2 separate regions of the Sus scrofa genome follow, and region 1 is linked to region 2. Evidence: chromatin contacts called from public HiChIP or PLAC-seq data. All regions are on one chromosome and are shown on one strand. Each heading gives the region's core, a stretch centred on a gene start, on an enhancer-like site or on the middle of the called end of the contact. The rest is flanking DNA. Distances are from core to core; before and after follow the strand shown. Region 1 has its middle 28 kb from the start of INHBA. Region 2 has its middle 110 kb from the start of INHBA.

Region 1 (4,614 bases), core at 869-3,368, 82 kb before region 2:
ACAGCACAGTGACCCAGTCAAACGTATACACATTCATTCTTTTCTCATACTATCTTCCATCCTGGTCTATCCCCAGGGACTGGATGTAGATCCTGTGCTGTGCAGTAAGACCTCGTTGCTTATCCATTCTAAATGGAATGGTTTGCATCTGCCAACCTCAAACTCCCCATCCATCATAATCCCTCCCCCCTCCCCCTTGGCAACCACAAGGCAGTTCTCTCTGTCTTGCGAGTCTGTTTCTGTTTTGCAGATAGGTTCATTTGTGCCATATTTGAGATTCCACATAGTGATACCATATGGCATTTGTCTTTCTCTTTCTGACTTGCTTCACTCAGTATGATAATCTCTAGCGACATCCTTGGTGCTGCAAATGACATTATTTGATTCTTTTTTATCGCTGAATAGTATTCCATTGTGCAGCTGTACCCCTCTCCTTAATCCAGTCATCTCTTCGTGCCCACCTTCTATTCCAAGGTAGGCTGAGACTTCCTTCTGCCACAGGGGGGGCCAGTGCTTATTGATTCCGGCTGCCTGTGCTCATTCCATCTCATAGACTGTTGATATGCCAGTGGATGGACTCAGTGCACAATTCAGGCCAGTGAGTAAAATCTGGAGCTTTGGGAAAATTTTCTTCACCCTTAAGAAAACGGACATACAAAAAAATATCCATTTTCCTGTCTCTGAATGTCACTCTCTGAGGATGTGATACTGGGTACAGTGAACTTGTGACCTTGAATAAGAAAAAGCCAAACTTATCGCAGGACAGCTGATGCCACTGAGCTCCCGAGTGAACTTCTCTGGGAACACCCAGGGCTCAGACTTCCTGTGAGTTAAGATCATAGGTGACTTTAGTTGTTGTCACTTTCAGCTAGGTCTTCTGTCACTTGCAGCTGCATATGTCCTAAGTGATTAAAAAGAAGAAGAAGAAGAAGAAATCATCTTGAGAGGCACAGAGTCTTGAGACTGTTGGGTTGTTGGAGAAAGAGTAACTGGACTCACAGAGAAGGCGTAGCTCACCTCGGTCAGAGAAGCCAGTTTGCTGTCGGGACTTTGTTTTCTCCACTCTATCATACACTGTCGCACGCGGAGGTGCTGGTTAGTCTAGTCCACTGGCATTTAATTTCATTCAAATGATCTTCTTGTTATGATTTTGATGCCTCTTAAAATGAAATATTTAGCTTGCCTAGCCAGGTAATGGGAACTCTCTAGCCAGAGGGTTAGAAACCAGGCTCACCCCTGTAATTTACTGCCCACGACTATAGATCGAGCCAATGCCAGAAAATTGAGAAAAGGAATAAACGACACGAGAACTGCCACCGGATCTGTCAACAATATATGGTGAGGCTGGACATGCCCAGCGGTTACAACCAAGCCATAAATACAGAGTCTATATTTTACCCCATGATTGGACCGTTGTTTGATTTTCATGATTGATGTTTGCGCACCCTCCGAGTCTTAAATTCTAAATCTGCCATCTTGTACTGTCCTGGCATTAGGGAAAAGGGAAAAGGCTTCTTAAGAGATTGTTTTGCATAGCTTCCCAGACCTTGGCTCCATCGCATTTGCATCCTGAGCATAAGGGGATTAACTTGTTTGTAATACAATGAAGCAGCCCAGCCCAAGGTACTCCGGAGGAGACAGGACCCAGGACAGGGGGATCTGGTGAGGGTGGAGGCAGAGAAGAGGAGGTGTTTAGATAGGAAAGCGTCAGAGTCTAGCAACAAGTGCTTTAAAAAAATCCGTTATAAATAATTCATCAACTCATAACCCGTTCTTTACAATGCCAGGTCCACCATCTCTGCCAAAAAGACTCTGTTTTTGGAGAGAACCCTCCCTTCTCTTTAGCAGCCTGAGCTCTGCCTGAGAAGCTGATTTATGCTGAGAGATCACTACCGATAGCAGGATGCTGAGAGGGATCCTCCTTTACCTCCTGCAAATCACCCTCGCTCCCACATAAGCTGTAGAGCCAAACCGACAGATCCTCTGTGTTTGGAGAAGCCGCTGTGTTTGGATCATGGCAGCCCCTTTGTGGCAAAGATGAGAGCTGGAGAATCATCTGACCCCAGGGCCTAACTCCTTCAGGAGACTCTGCTGACGTGCTGACAGCTCTCTTACCACTGTTCACATCTTCCACTGTGATTCTGCCAAATTGGCAACCAGAGCCACACACAGTTCATCTTCTGCTTGGAAGGAAGTCCCTCTCAAGAACTAACAACACTTGCGTTTTCACAACTCTCTAAAGCACAAGGTCTTCTAGAAACTTCCCTAAGAACCTCCGTGGGCTGTGGACAGTGGCTGCCAGCTGCGTCTTCCGGGCGTCCAGGCCGTGTGGTACAGAATTGTCAACAGGAAGTTTCTCAAGTCTTCAAGTCTCTTCTTTCGAATCAGGTCTTTCTCAGATGTCTTCTATGGAAGAGGATTTGTTCCGGAGCCCACCAGCTTATCTTCAGATTCTTTAAAAACCTTTCTCGAAGAAGTCGTATGGGAACGAAAACGGAACTGAGGGCCGGGTGTCCGCAGCAGATGTGCATGTAGAAAGCCTGGCTTCTTTCTCAGACAAGAGCATTCCCTTTCTCTGTTCAGTGTGTGCTGAGCGGAAAGGAAAGGGAATGAGTCTGGGGAGGCAGGTCCTCATTTAGTCTCATAAAATCTCACTTCATTTTCATGAGGTTTACATGCCTGACTGCTAATTAAGTCTTATTAAATCAGAATTTCTCTTTTTTCATTTAAATATGAGCTTTAATTATATAAAACAACCATTGCTGTAGAAATGATGGTAGGCATTTCTTTGAGCTTTGAGTGCCCTCTACTGGAACAAGGAAAAAGTAAAAAATCAATAGCACACAGGTCTAGGTAGAGTTTTGTCCTAACTACTGAAATGGTGTTGCTACTGGGAAAATAATAACACCTGCAAGAACTCAACCTATATATTGTTCACAATGACCTGATAGTTATTAATTTTTTTTTCTAAAAATGACTTATTTAATGGAGCTAGGGGTGCCTACCTTGCGGGTCGTACCTTTACAAAACCTCCTGAAAGCTACCGACAAGAAGCATCTTGCTAGCTGGCGGGCCTGCTCTTTTACTTCCAGTGGCTCCATGTCTCCATGTTCTTCGTTTTTGGCTTACAGCTCTGGCCCCTGAGACAGAGTTAGTCCCTGGATCAGTTTTCCCCTTTAACCTTTTCCTTCCAAAATCTCACGTGATTTCAATTTCATTGGGTTGCCCCATTTCCTACCCTCTGACCTCCTAAATGCCCACTGTGGACCAACCACCAGGTTTCTTCTTTCCGCTGCCACCCAAAGCCTTCACGCCCACACTCCTCACTGTCAACACACCAAGCCTGGACTCCCTCCCTGTTCTCTACTGAATCAGGCTCTCCAGCCACCCCCCCATTTCAATTTATTTCCTAACTTGTTTGGACTTCATGGTTTATTATTTCAACCATGCTGTCCTCAACCCACTCATTTCCTCCAACCCTTTGATTGTCTGCTGTATGAGCCTTGCAAATAATCTATTCTACAAAAGCCTGATGATTCATTTGAACTGACTCTGATTTCTAATGTTCAGAAGCTCTGCTGAAGAGAATCTTATTGCTTTAGTCATAAACCGATGATAAACTCCTTTGGCTAATCTCAGGTGAGACCCCAGGTACGCTCAACCGTGCTCTTTCTTACCTGCAGTTTGCTTATTTTTCTAATCCCTTAAGGAGTATTCAAACCTTGACTCCTTCCCTTATGCTTAACACTCAATTTGCTTCTTCTTTTTTTTTTTTTTTTTTGTCTTTTTTTTTAGGGCTGCACCTATGGCATATGGAAGTTCCCAGGCTAGGGTCAAGCTGGAGCTGTAGCTGCTAGTCTACATCACAGCCACAACAATGAGGGATCCAAGCCATGTCTGCGACCTACACCACAGCTCACAGCAATGCCTGATACTTAACCCACTGATAGAGGCCAGGGATTGAACCTGGGTCCTCATGGATTACTAGTCAGTTTCGCTGTCGCTGAGCCATGACAGGAACTCCTCAACTTGCTTCTTAATTTTCAGAAAGAAAGTGAGGCGACTGGACCTTAAATTCCTGTATCCTGTTCTTCCTGATTTGTCTGTCTCAGCTCTCCTTCTGCCATGGGAGATCAGCATCTTCTTTATCTGCTTTGGATTTTACGCCTGAATTCTTTTCTCCTTTCCTTTTTTTTTTTTTTTTTTTTTTTTTACTGTTGCTCAATTTTTCTCTCTCTCCAAGGTACTTCTTCCTTAGACTTAGACTATAAACATTCCAGATTCTCCACTGTTCTACTTCCTCCCACTCAAAGGCAGGCCCCTCTCCCAACCTAGACTCTCCCACCACCGATCATGCCATCTTTCCCCGGCTCCACCGTGAAGCTTTTTGAAAATGTAAAGTGTATTCCTCGCTTCGACTTTCCGTTACCACTCTCTCCTCCCTCCAACCCACTTCGGTTTTATTTTTCTATCATCAGTCAGGACCTGCTCTCTCAAAGGTAACCAAAGCCTTCTGTAACATCAGATTCCCAGCATTATCTACTTTATTCTCAGCCATCGTTAGCTGAGGCGCCAGAGCCCAGCGCCAGAGCCCAAGACTGACTGCCCTCCAAC
Region 2 (4,673 bases), core at 1,972-4,471:
AAAATGTGCCCTTCCTTGATTTTAAAGTCCACATCAGACATTGCTGAAAACTTACAAAATGCAAATAAGCAGATGAGTATGAAAACACATGGGCAATCTGTAAACTACAGATATTTCTGTTTTCTTTCAGTCCCTTGACTTGACAGATTATTTTTTACTTTATTTTTTTTATTAAGGTATAGTTGATTTACAATGTTGCGTCAATTTCTGCTGTACAGCAGTGACCCAGTCATATACATACTATGTGTGTATATATATGTATTCTTTTTCTCATGCTATCTTCCATCATGTTCTATCCCAAGAGTGGACCTAGTTTCCTGTGCTGTGCAGTAGGACTTCATGGCTTATCCATTCCAAATGTAACAATTTGCATCTACTAACCCCAAACTCCTGGCCCATCCCACTCCCTCCCAGATTGTTTCTTATTGAAATATAGTTCCTGTACAATATTATTTAAGTTGCAGGTGCACAGTATAGTGATTCGTGGTTTTTAAAGGCTATACTCCCTTTACAGCTATTGTAAAATAGTGGCTATATTCTCCATGTTATGCAATGTACCCTGGGAGCTTATTTTATGTTCCTAGTTTGCACCTTTTAATTCTGTGCCCCTATATTGCCCTCCCACCCATCTCCCTCTCCTCACCAGTAACCACTGCTTGGTTCTCCGTGTCTGTGAGTCGGCTTCCTTTTTTTAATGGCTGCATCCACGACATATGGAAGTTCCCAGGTCAGGGATTGAACCCACGCCTCCGCAGCAACCCAAGCTGCAGCAGTCAGATTCTTAACTCACTGCGCCACAGCCAGAACTCCGAGTCTGCTTTTTTTTTTTTTTTTAATATTCATTAGTTTGTTATATTTTTTTAGATTCCACATTTAAGGATATCATACAGTATTTTTCTTTCTCCGTCCGACTTATTTCACTTACATAATACCCATCAAGTCCATGCAAAATTTTATTCTTTTTTATGGCTAAGTACGAATTCCAGTATATATAGAGAGTGAGTGTGTGTGTGTGTCTCATGTGTGAACGTCTTCTTTGTCCATTCGTCTGTTAATAAACACTTGGATTGCTGCCACATCTCGGCAATTGTAAATAATGCTGCTATGAATATGGTGGTGCATTTCTATTTTCAAATTAGTGTTTGGGTTTTTTTAATAAATAGCCCAGAGTGGAATTGCTGGGTCATGTACTCTTTCTATTTTAGTTTTTGGAGGAGCTTTCCGTACTTCTTTCCACAGGAGCTGCACCAATTTACACTCCCACCAACAGTGTCCCATGGTTTCCTTTTCACCACATCTTCGCCAGCATTTGATATTTGTGTTCTTCTTGATGATAGCCTGAGTAGACAGATGTTCAAAGTGGTTGTTATTTATTTCCCTTATATATAAACATATGTAAATATATGTATTTATTAATACACATTTATTTCTTAATAAAAATGTTTAATTACCTTCTCATATTCCTCTTCTAATGCCCTTCCTCTAATGTGGGCCCGTTTTTGACCTGTACCATTTTCCTCTTCCTAAAGAGCTTATTTTTACATCTCTTATGAGACAGGTCTACTAACAACAAATTCCCTCGAGGTTTGTTTGTCTAAGAAAATCTGCTTCTTGGAGTTCCCATCGAGGCTCAGTGGTTAACGAATCCGATTAGGAACCATTAGGTTGCGGGTTTGATCCCTGGCCTTGCTCAGTGGGTTCAGGATCTGGCGTTGCCATGAGCTGTGGTGTGGCTCGGATCCCTGTTGCTGTGGCTGTGGTGTAGGCCGGTGGCTACAGCTCTGATTTGACCCCTAGCCTGGGAACCTCCACATGCCGCGGGAGCTGTGGAAGAAAATGACAAAAAGACGAAAAAAAAGAAGAAAAAAAGAAAATCTACGTCTCCATCTCTATGACAGTGTTCATGTCTCAGGAGACAAAATAGTTAACATGTCGAGAGAAAAACCACACCAACCTAGAGTTTTGTCTCCTGAGACGTGAACACTGTCGTAGAGAGATGGAGACGTGGAAGCAGGCTTTCTTTTTTTAATCTGTGGTTTGGTGTCTTTTTGCTTATACGGTTCCTGAGGAGAATACGGATTGAATTCTTATCTCTGCTCCTCTTTGCAGTAATAACGGAGAATTTATCAGATTAAGGCCAGACACTGTTATGGACTGAACTGTGTTCCCCCCAAATGTATGTGTTGAAGTGCTAACCCCTCCTAGGACAGCCTTTGCAAACAGAGCCTGTAAGAAGGTAATAATGTTAAGTGGGGTCAAGAATGGTGATGTAATCTGATGGGACTGGAGTCTTTTTTGGTTTTTTTGGTTTTTTGGAGGGGTTTTTTTGTCTTTTTGCCATGTCTTGGGCCACTCCCTCGGCATATGGAGGTTCCCAGGCTAGGGGTCGAATGGGAGCTGAGCCGCCTGCCTACACCAGAGCCACAGCAACGCGGGATCAAAGCCACAGTCTGCAACCTACACCACAGCTCACGACAACGCCGGATCCTTAACCCGCTGAGCAAGTCCAGGATCGAACCCGAAACCTCACGGTTCCTAGTCAGATGCATTAACCACTGCGCCACAGTGGAACTCCGGGACTGGTGTCTTTTTAAGAAGAAGAAGGAAGGCAAGAGAGATCCTCTCTATCTCTGTGGCATACGCACAGAGAAGAGGCCAGATGAGGACAAAGAGAGAAAGCAGTCAGCTACAAGCTAGGAGTAGAGGTCCAACTGGAAACCAAGCCTGATCGCAACTTGATCTTGACCTTCTAGCTCCAGAACCATGAGAAAATCAGTCTCTGTTATTCAGTCCACCCAGTTTTTGCCTTTTGTTAAAGCAAACTAAGCAGGCTAGTAGACACCAAACCACAGATCTAGGAACCTCAGAGACCATTAAGCAGGTTAAGGGCAAATATATATATGCAACCTACACCACAGCTCATGGCAACACCGGATCCTTAATCCACTGAGTGAGGCCAGGGATCAAACCCAGGTCCCCATGGATACTAGTTGAGTTCATTTCCCCTGAACCAGAGCGGGAACTCCTTGGTCCCCCATTTCAAAGTGCTAAGATTCTACAACCCTTTCCGTGGTCAGGAAGAGTGTGATGGAATCCGAAGTGTCTTACTCCTAGCAGCTTCGCCAGAGTCATTTCCTCTTTTCTCTTGTATCAGGTCAGAACTCCCTTCAATTTTTGGCTCCATAAAACCCTACTTCTTCTTTCTCTCTAATCTGAGTCAGAAGGAAAGGTTTTCTGGGGAGAGCAGAGCCAGGAAGTAAGACCATTCTAAAAAAGATGTCAGGGAGTTCCCGTTGTGTCACAGAGGAAAAGAATCTGACGAGGAACCATGACGTTTCGGGTTCAATCCCTGGCCTCCCTCAGTGGGTTAAGGATCTGGCATTGCCGTGAACTGCAGTGTAGGTCACAGACGTGGCTGGGACCTGGCATTGCTGTGGCTGTGGTGTAGGCCACAGCTGTAGCTCCGATTCAACCCCTAGCCTGGGAACCTCCATATGCTGCGAGTGCCGCCCTAAAAAGCAAAAAAAAAAAAAAAAGAAAAAAAGAAAGAATCCAGAATTGGGCAGCTCTCTAGAAACATTAGGCAGTGAGAAAGGAAGCTGGGAAGTAAGTTTGGCTGCTGCCATTGCGAGCAGAGGGAGGGTAGAAGGAAGAGTGAGGTTGGAAGGAATTGGATTAATTTTCCTGGTAACTCAGGAAACAGTACCTCTGTATCTACATCATTCCCTCGTTGACGTGCCCTGGGTTATCAGAACCAGCCATTAAAACTGCTACTGAAATGGCAACATCTATTGCATTACGAGTGGATAAGAAATGAGGTCCCGCTGCACAGTGCAGGGAACTGTACCCAATCACTTGTGACAGAACATGAGGGAAGATAGTATGAGAAAAAGAATATATATGTATAACCGGGTCACTTTTCTGTACAGCAGAAATTGACAGAACATTGTAAATCAACTACGATTTTTAAAAATTTAAATACAAAATGTGAAATTGCAACATCAGTTTGGAAGTCAGACGTTTTCTACTCAGATTTTGGCAAGACCTCCTCCATCCTGGAGTTGGAAAGGGGAGCAGGAAGACAGCTGAGGCTTAGCTAACATTTAAAATGGGAATGAGCCTATCACCCCTGTTCCCTCTGGGTCCTTCTTCGGGTGAAAACAATCTGGTTTTTGGTTCCTGAGCTGACCCTCTATACGTCCAGAGACGCCCCAGTCCCTCAAGGCCTCTGCTTCCAAAGGACACCCAGGAGGCTCAACACCCACCTCTTCCATAGGTTTTCCAACCTCCCTCGTCCCCCCACGGTGGCCCTCTCCACGTGGGAAGCCTTGCTATGTATGGGTCTTTCATTCTGCTGCCAAAATGGATTTCACTTGTATTTGAACAAGCACCCCTGTTGTGTGGTCAAAACACAACTTCATGTTATGACTGTTATTCACCTGACGTTATCTCATTAGAGTTATTTAGGGAGGCGACCCTCCATTACTCCTAGATGGAAACTTTATTTGCCCCAAGAAATTTCTGCTTAAATAATAGACATGTAATAGATCTTACGTAACGACTTTATTTTTATTTTTATTTTTTTTGTCTTTTTGCCTTTTCTTGGGCCGCTCCTGTGCCATATGGAGGTTCCCAGGCTAGGGGTCGAATATGAGCTGCTACGCCAGAGCCAT

What was found. HiChIP or PLAC-seq counts read pairs in DNA pulled down with a chosen protein or histone mark.
Region 1: an H3K27ac HiChIP or PLAC-seq map of alveolar macrophages shows a contact between it and region 2. The contact joins two enhancer-like sites. A contact is called at or near these places in 1 of 47 Hi-C or Micro-C datasets (embryonic fibroblasts) and 1 of 2 datasets of contacts at active chromatin or transcription factors (alveolar macrophages).

Annotation. Positions count from the first base shown.
Region 1 is chr18:52,858,890-52,863,503 of Sscrofa11.1, reverse strand. No RefSeq gene overlaps it. Among named protein-coding and RNA genes, the nearest start is that of INHBA, 28 kb to the left of the region's middle. Within about 2 kb of position 2,118, at least 18 of the 83 cell types and tissues checked have an H3K27ac peak or open chromatin away from gene starts, as enhancers often do. A contact at or near this core is called in alveolar macrophages, where this site is marked.
Region 2 is chr18:52,778,094-52,782,766 of Sscrofa11.1, reverse strand. No RefSeq gene overlaps it. Among named protein-coding and RNA genes, the nearest start is that of INHBA, 110 kb to the left of the region's middle. Within about 2 kb of position 3,221, at least 3 of the 83 cell types and tissues checked have an H3K27ac peak or open chromatin away from gene starts, as enhancers often do. A contact at or near this core is called in alveolar macrophages, where this site is marked.